2 separate regions of the Mus musculus genome follow, and region 2 is linked to region 1. Evidence: chromatin contacts called from public HiChIP or PLAC-seq data. All regions are on one chromosome and are shown on one strand. Each heading gives the region's core, a stretch centred on a gene start, on an enhancer-like site or on the middle of the called end of the contact. The rest is flanking DNA. Distances are from core to core; before and after follow the strand shown. Region 1 has its middle 6.3 kb from the start of Gm39607. Region 2 has its middle 30 kb from the start of Ugp2.

Region 1 (4,445 bases), core at 1,299-3,798:
CCACTCAGACCCCAGGGCTCATATCCAGCCAGTGTGGGGGAAGGGACACTTGGTGTCACATACCTTCAAGGCTGCACTATCCTGGTGGACACTCCAGTGAGAGGCGCTATGGTGGTGTGGTATCTCCAGCACTCCAGGGGGCTTGGTTGCAAGGCCCAGTGCCCACCTGAGGTGTGTGAGTTATTGGTTAATACCTCTCCCATGCTCTGAAGGAAGTGACTCCTGAAGTAAGGTTGGACGTAGCTTGATTAATTCTTTGTTAGATTTTTTTTTCCTTTGTTCTAAGACAGGGTTTCTCTGTGTAGCCTTTGCTGTTCTAGAACTCACTCTGTGACCAGGCTGGCCTCAAACTCAGAGCTCGCCTGTCTCTGCCTCCGGAGTGCTGGGATTAAAGGCATGCACCACCACCACCACCTGGTTTAGATCTTGTTTATTTTTTGGTGCTAGGGGTTGTACCCATGGCTTCAGATATGCTAGGCACACATTCCCCATGAAGTTTCACCCTCAGAGCCTGGAGCTTCACCCCAAAGGAAGCTGCACAGCAGTACATTATGGGTAAAACTTATGAACACACAAAGGACTGTTCCTTTATCCATATTGCCTGTCATGTGGAGGGAGGATACTTTTTTTAAAGCTCTAAAAACTAGACATGGTGCCTTGTGTCTGTAATCCTACCACTAAGGAGGTAGAGGCAGGAGGATCAGGAGTTCAAGGACAGCCTGGGCTGTCTCAAAAAAAAAAAAAAAGGTTCTAAGATTAAAGAATAAAAGAGTTCTGTGTGAGGATTGGCTCAGTGGCGCAATCCTCCTCATTCTTTGCTAGATCTTGAAGAAAAAGATAAAAAGGATATATGACAGCTTTTTAAGAATAATAGAAAGAAAAGAAAAACCTTCCTTCTGAATATGAGTAGAACATTCTCTACACAAAGGAATTTGGGCAAAAAATAGAAAGAAGGGGTCAAAGGTCACCTATCACTTATCTCCCTGAAGGGGAGATTGTCACATTTCCTGTACATGCAGATATATGTTTTGGGGGAGAGGCAGGGGTTCAAGACAGAGTTTATCTGAGTAACCCTGGCTATCCTGAAACTTACTCTGTAGGCCAGGCTGGTCTCAACTCAGGGAACTAGAGGCATGTGCCACCATACCTGGCTCAGATCAATGTTTTTACATGAGGTGGAGTTGTTAGAACGAGGGCTGGGGGCATCTCAGGAGAGCGATGCTTGCCTCGTGGATACAACACTGGAGAAAGTTTTACCATGAGCCTTCTTCCTGCCCCTTTTTCTGCAGGTAACCCTCAGCTGGCCTGGCCTGGTTGGTTGCCCTTTGTCCCAAGAGAGGAAAGGTTACTAGTTGGCTAGGTAACTTAGTGTTAATTGTTAACCTGACAGAATCTGGAACCACTGGGGAGCTGGGCCTCTAAGCATTCTAGGAAGTTCTTGTGATTGTACTAATTAGTGTGGGAAGCTCTGAGTTAATTTTGGGTGGGACCTGGGCTGTATAAGTAGAAAAAGAGAAAATCAGTAATAAGTTTCCAGAACAATGGACAGTCTGCAATGGCAAAGGGGTCAGAGTCTGTGTTTCAAGTTGTGTAGAATAAAGCTTTAGTTACAAATGAGAAAGAGAGCTGAGCATGTGTGTGCCCCTTTGTGTCCCCTGCCTGGTGACAGATGTGACATGATTAGTTCCCTCAGGATCCTGTACACACACCTCCCTGCTATGAGGGAGGGTCTAACCTGGAACTGTGAGCCAAAGCCATCCCTTAAAACAGGAGACGAGAATGATGAACACCTACGATCTACTAGCGTTCTCCTTTAAATGCAGTCCAGAACTCATGTCCAGGAATGGTGCCGCTCACTTTTAGAATGAGCTGTTCTTCAGGAGGGCCAAGAGCCACCTTCAAATGTCTGCTCTATCTCAGGCTTTAGATGCAGTGACCCTGCTCTGGGAAGAAATTACTGGGCTGGGGCTGTAACTGTGTGCTGAAGTGCTTAAGCACGTAGGAGTCTGGGTGTTCACTCCCCAGTATTGTAAATATGGGGAGGAGGAGGGAGGGAGAAAAAGAAGAGAGGAGGGGAGAGGAGAGGCTCCTGTCCCTTCATTCCAGAACCCACCACTCTATGCGTTCCTGGTGCTGTCTGTTTTAGAGATCAGGTCAGGATGGTGGCAATCATGTTTGATCTATCTCCAATTGAACACGGTTGAGATTCTCCTGGGGTTAGAGTTCTGTCCCCCTTGTGGAATTCACTGGGTGTGACAGTGGTTCTACTCCATCCCTTCATGCTGAGTGCCCTTTGTGGGTCCCCACCAAGCCACTTGCCTCTTGGGATCACGAGCCCAATTCCCCCAGTGCCTCCTCCCACCTCCCGTTTCCCGTGCTTGCGTCCTCCTCTTCTGTTGCCCTTGCCCTGCACCTGGCCCACAATCATGCTCTTTTGATGGAAATCTTAAACCTGAGTCACTGAAGCACTGCTTTAGGAGCTGGGCCTTTGCACTAAGAGCCAGCCCCACCCCGCCAGCCCCGCCCACCAGCCCCGCCCACCAGCCCCACCCACCAGCCAGTCCTTTGAAAGTACCACGCTCAGCCTCAGGTCAAGTCAGATACCTGCAGCTCCTAAGAGTCTCTGAACCAGAGCTGCCAAACTGGGTTCCGGAATCAGTCACACACAGAAACTGTATGTAACACAGGCCACTCCTAAAAGGCACCGTGGTGTACAACCCAGCTACGTAGGAGCCTGAGGCAAGAGGATTGTTTGAGTCCAGGAGTTCGAAGCCAGCCTAAACAACAGAACAGCATCCCAGCTCACTGAGTGGCTTAATTTAGGGCTAATTACACAGCAGAGAGGAGTAAACGCTTGCTTGTTACTGTTCTTTCTTGGGTCAGTATCCCAGGAGAAACAGTCCAGAAAAGGAGATGCCCCATGTGTTCCGTGGAGAACAGAACTAACAAAAGCGACACTCTGCCTCACCGCGGGCCTAGAACCGTGTGAGCCAGCCACAGTCATGAGGTTTCATGCCAGTGTGAAGTGTGTTTTAGCTTTAGAGAGGAAGGGCTCAGAAGGGATCCCTGGACCCACGGATGCTCACACAAGGACTCGGTGACAAAGCACCAATGTGAATTACTGGGATCATGACCCAACAGTCCCTGTGCCTGGAGTCCGCTGAGTACTATGTTCTTGAGTAGCTGCTTGTCTCCTTGCTGTGGCAAAACACCTACCAGATGCAGCGTAAGGGCGGGAGGGTTAACTTTGGCCACAGTTCCTGGGGAGACCATCTACCTAGCGAGGATGGTCAGGCAGTAGGAGACTTCTGGGCCTCATCACGTCCACAGTCAGGAAGGAGAGCAATGGATGCCTTTGCTTAGCTTGCTGTCTCCTTCTTATGCAATCCAGGACCCCAGCCCACATGAGGGTACGTGTTCTCACCTAAACTTACCTAGGAAATCCTTCACAAAAATGTCTAGATGTTGTCCAAGATGTCTTCAATTCTGTCAAGTTGGCAGTCAATACGAACCACCACAGGCCCTTGAAGCAGCTTGAGGTAGAGTCCTTGCCTGGCAGGCCTTAACCAGTCTGCGAATAACCCTGCCCTTCCCATGAGGACAAGCAGAAGTAGTACCTGCTGCGCGGCCTATCCTGGGAGCTGACCAGGACAGCGAGGCACAAGACAGAACGTTTCTTCAGCTAATGGCAGCTCCCGTTCAAGATGTCCTCACCCCTCCCCTCTCTACCCCTGAGGTTCTGGGAAGTCAGCCCTCTTCTCAGTCTCTAGGCTTTCCTGGTTCTCACTGAGGCGGAGCGAACCAGACACAGGTGGCCACGGGGTAGCAGAGAAAGAGGAAGCAGCCAGACCCATACAGGCTTCTCAGCCAAGGCCTGGAAGCCCTCTCAAGGCCAGCCTGGGAGACATGGGCTGCCTGGGGTGGGGGTGGGGGTGGAGGGTCTACCTACAGGCTCCTTTGGGGGAGGCTCTACCTACAGGCTCCTTTGGGGGGAGGGTCTACCTACAGGCTCCTTTGGGGGAGGCTCTACCTGCAGGCGCCTCTCAGTGGCCAGCCTCCACTACGGCCCTCCACTGCAGGAAGTTTGCTGCAAAGCACAGATTGTTTGCACACTGCTGACCACTTTGTTCCATTTTGCTGTCTTCCTCTCTTTTGGTTTATTCCTTTCTCTGTTGGGTTTGTCACTTAAAGTCAAGGACGTCGGCCTCCCCATACCCACGAAGTGACAATTTCCATTTCCCACCCTCCGCCAGAAGCAACGCCCTTGGGTTGGATGTTACTAGGGCTCCGAAGAGACCCATAGATCATGAAGGAAACAAACCAGCCCAGGTGCTTTTGTTTCTGTGTTGCTGCCGCCTGTTTTTCACAAGTCTCTCATAAGTTGTAGATAAGGATGCCTTTTACTTTAAACATTAAAATCAACTTCCAAGTCCCAAAGAACATCG
Region 2 (4,445 bases), core at 1,406-3,905, 940 kb after region 1:
ACTAGACCAGGTTGGCTTCAAGCTTCCAGCAATCCTGCCTCTATCTCTGACTCCACTTTGGAGTGCTGAGGTTTATAGGTGGGTACAGACTTTTTCCTATTTGTTTATAGTTTAAGTCTATATAATTTTATAACTTGTACAAATATCTGAGGATAAGGTATAAAAGTCATGGAAATATGATTTGAATGAATAGCTGAGATATAAATACTAAAAAATAAGATTGTACCAAAACAAAACAAAAAATTGCTCAAAAGGACCCATGTGTTTGCATGCACGTGTTTGCATATGTATGTGTAAAGCAAGTGCCTAAAATATTTAATGAGGCATTGCAAAATAAATCCCCCCACCTTGTCACAAGGGAGGCAGAGTCAAGGTTCAGACAACTGTGTTTAGAAACTTTAGAACCATGTGTTTAAAGAATGAGAGCCAAGCACGTCATAAGCTCGGCATGTGCTCGCTGCCTGTTCACAGAAGCCGGCCTCTACGTGCCAGCTCGCTGCTGACATTTGGAATGCTGTCTAGCTAGATTTCAAACTGTCACAACTCAGTTTCCCAAAAGGTGCTCCAGAAACTTATATGCTCCATCTCCAGGATTGTTTTATAAAACTACTTAATTTTGGTTCTGTTTTTATAAAATTACTTTATTTTGCCTTAGGTCATGATCTTGAAATTTATAAATATACATAAAATTTAATATTTATAAACATTAAAGTGTTCCATCTTTCCTAAGCTGTTAACCTTCCGGACAGATATGCTTATTCCATGACCGTCTCATGTTCTGTTGTGAGGTAGCGTCTCATATTCACAGACACCTTCTCAAAGAAAGTTCAAGTTATAACAGAAGCAGCTAACTGTGAACTAACTGCTCTGAGTATCTCAGGCATTATTCTTTTGAAAGTCTCTCTTAACTCTCATAGGCATTACTGAGTTCCTTGCTGGAACAATTCAGGGACTAAACACAGCGCTCAGAGACCCCTTGAAGCAATCCATGTGTCAGAGGACAGACATGAGCTGTCTGCAGGAGAAAGTAGGTGTGAGAACACTCAGCCCATTATAAGGGGCTCGGCCTCTCTCTTATCCTGAGTGCCTGGAAAAACAGTCTCTCTCCTGTGCATGGAAAGCTGGAGAACAATTTCCTGTCTCACTGAGGCACCTGATTTTCCAACTTGTTCAATTTTCAGTGAATTAGTACTTCTTGAAATGTTGTCCCAGCCAGCAGAAATGACATCACCTGGGAACTTGTTCTCACTTGTGAGAAATGCAATTTTTGAATTGTAACTGCAAGCCTGTGAGTCAGATCTCTGAAAATGGGACCTAGCATGCTGTATTCTAATGAAGCCGCCAAGACCGTGAGACAGGCCTGGGAATCCCTGGGCTCTGAAACATCGTCTGCTTGGCTGATTGATCAGTGTTAGAGACATAAGCCACCTGGCCTGTCAGGATATAGCAATCCACACAGTCATTTGTAAAGTACAGAAAGTCAAAATGTGTGCTATGAGTTTAGCAATTTTAGGGAGATCCACTGACTGACCAATCAGTGAGAAAGGGGTGAAAAATAGATAGGTAATCACTTTAATCCCAACAACAGCTCTATTAGTTTTGCTAATAAAACTGGAGACCTAAAGAAGTTAAATAATTTGTTCAAAGCCAGTTCACCAAGTAACAGAATCACAATTTGAACTGTGGACTATTTAATTCCAAGTCTTTTGTCTTGCACTTCATATTCTCATTTGCTCTTAAGTATATGCCAACTGTTTCTGTAGAACAATGTATATTTGGACTTTGTTTTAAATTGTGATAAAACATTACAGAGAACACATAAGGAAAACACTTAGTATGGATATGTGTGTGTGTGTGTGTGTGTGTGTGTGTGGAGAGAGAGAGAGAGATATCAAAGATCACTTCTATATATTTTAGTGCCCAGCTAACATACATAGTTACCACCCCCCCATAGCAGCAACCAGATGCCCCCAAATGCCTCTTCTCTGTGAAGGTGACCATAAACTGGACTCCTGGGATAATCGCTTGTTTGTCCTTGCCTTGATAATTATTCTCAAGCCATTGGCTTTGTTGTATCCTTTCCATGCTTTGAACTTCATCAGAAAGAAGTCATACTGTGCATGGACTTCTGTGCCCTGCTTCTGTTCAGACAGCACTGCTTTGAAACATTCATTAATGCTGTCTGCTGTCATTCATTTTTATTGCTGTATAGTGTGGCACTGAGTTCCCATAAACATTTTTCCTGGAATTGATTTATTCATTCTATCACTTTCCTAGTTCAGGAATTTGGCAAAGTATTTATTGCCTAAGTTATCCTGATGGCTTCTCTTTATCTCCAGGCTCCCAGACTGCAGCTAGAAGAATCTTTCTAAAAGCCAACATCCTTCCTGTTAAAGGAAGCTATGGGAGAGAAAGGGCTAAGAGAGGGTTGGTCCTCACTATCAGAGCTCGGGGGGCTCTTTGGAGACTCAGGATTTTATTCTAAGGGCAATAGAAAACCTTTCTGACTGATAACCTTGGCTTTCTGGTGTCAGAGACTCCTACCCCAGAGTCCCTAAATTATCCAACTATGAAGCATTCTCTGCTTGGCTGATTCAAGAATACAACCACGTATTCTAGGCCCACATGATACTCTAATGTATAGTCTCTTGGGATTTTAACCATACACAGTGAGTGGGTTTACCTCATGATTAGCATAAGGGTGATAGGCACAATCAAAAGGCAAAAGAGAGAAGAAATATTTTTTATTGCTTGTTGTGCAAGCAATGAGAATATTGGGGATAAGTTTTCTTTCTTTTTTTTTCTTTTTTCTTTTTTCGAGACAGGGTTTCTCTGTGTAGCCCTGGCTGTCCTGGAACTCACTCTGTAGATCAGGCTGACCTCGAACTCAGAAATCCACCTGCCTCTGCCTCCCGGGTGCTGGGATTAAAGGCATGCACCACCACTGCCCGGTGGGGATAAATTTTTGAGCAATGCCTCTCTCCAAATAAAGACAGTAAGGGTTTTCATTCGAGAAAATCATGTATCTTCATTTGGGAAGAAAGAATGATGTTCCCATGTGGAGGTGGGCACACTCCTGAACATCATGTTCCACATATCACGTGTTCAAAACAGTATCTGCATATACGAGATTATAATGGGCAAGGTTTACACTCTCAGATGTGTCTAACCTGCAGCCCATGGTTCTATAAAACTGCTTAGTCACTCTGACTCAGTTTTCTTATGTATTATTTAATGTTCCACTTGGGAGATTTTTCAGTTTTAACATATGATACATGAAGAAGCATGATATTTTTAAAGTGACCATGCTCAGTGATCATTTTTTTTTTTTTTGCTTGCTTTATTTGAAGAGAGACATTGAATTAACAGTGATGCCTACTGGTCATTTCTTCCAGTTTCTGGTGGCCCAGGTGTGTCTTGGCTATGACAGCAGGACTATAATCTCTCCCTACTTCCTTGTTTTCTGTCCTTTTGTTTTGTTTTTTATATGTAGCCGATGTCACTGGACTTACTGTCTACCCTAATAACAATATTGTCCCAAGATCCCTAATTGTATCTACAAATATCCTTTTCCAAATAAGGTCACATTTATAGGTTCCAAATGAATACATCTTTTAGGAGGAATACATTTATTCAAGTTACTGTGGAACTTAAGTTGTTTTAGTTGTCTATTAATAAGCATCCTATTTGGGGCCTGCCATGAACAAAGTTGCTCTAGCTATTAATACATAAGGCTTTATAGCTATACTTTTTTTGCGTTATGATCTCTGAATTCCCCAGTTCTAAATGACTTAATGCAAAATATAGCTAAATATATTTTTAGCAGTAATTACCCATAAATAAGTTTTTAATTTTGGCAAAAATTCCTGTAAATGTTCCTGTCAATCTACATAGCAGTTTCAGAAATATTTTCTATCAGTTGAAAAGATCAAATTTTTAAGAGAAACAACTTAAAATCTTTCTTATTTTTGAAGAAATAAGTATCTTCATTTTTGTTTCCCAAGACACTAGCTACCAAGTGGGCTGAGACAGTATCTTTATGCTAGTGGAATACTTGCCTAGCCTAAGAGAACCTGGGTTCAGCCCCCAGCAACAAATCACCAAGCAGACAGATAGACAACAGACAATTTGACTCCATTCTGTCATTTCTTTTGTTCTGATACTTCATTAGTATTTGCAACTGTTATTTATGCTAAATTTGATATATTTGTCTCATGTGAGAATAGCCAATAGTGACCATTCCACTGGCATGGAAGTTAAATGTCATTCCTCAATAAAAATAAACAAAGAAACGAACAAAAAAGAATCCATCCATCTCCTGGCTTCCCTACCACCAGTCTGTCCTGATAGGTCCATCTTCAGCAGAGCTGTGTGCATATGGACTAAAGCCTTCTGCCTATATTGACATGTGTGCATCTGCATGGCATTCTATAAGGAAATCCTCA

The links. HiChIP or PLAC-seq counts read pairs in DNA pulled down with a chosen protein or histone mark.
Region 2: an H3K27ac HiChIP or PLAC-seq map of large pre-B cells shows a contact between it and region 1, with 5 times the contacts expected there. The contact joins two enhancer-like sites.

Annotation. Positions count from the first base shown.
Region 1 is chr11:20,460,978-20,465,422 of GRCm38.p6, forward strand. No RefSeq gene overlaps it. Among named protein-coding and RNA genes, the nearest start is that of Gm39607, 6.3 kb to the right of the region's middle. Within about 2 kb of position 2,549, at least 74 of the 459 cell types and tissues checked have an H3K27ac peak or open chromatin away from gene starts, as enhancers often do.
Region 2 is chr11:21,398,231-21,402,675 of GRCm38.p6, forward strand. No RefSeq gene overlaps it. Among named protein-coding and RNA genes, the nearest start is that of Ugp2, 30 kb to the left of the region's middle. Within about 2 kb of position 2,656, at least 52 of the 459 cell types and tissues checked have an H3K27ac peak or open chromatin away from gene starts, as enhancers often do.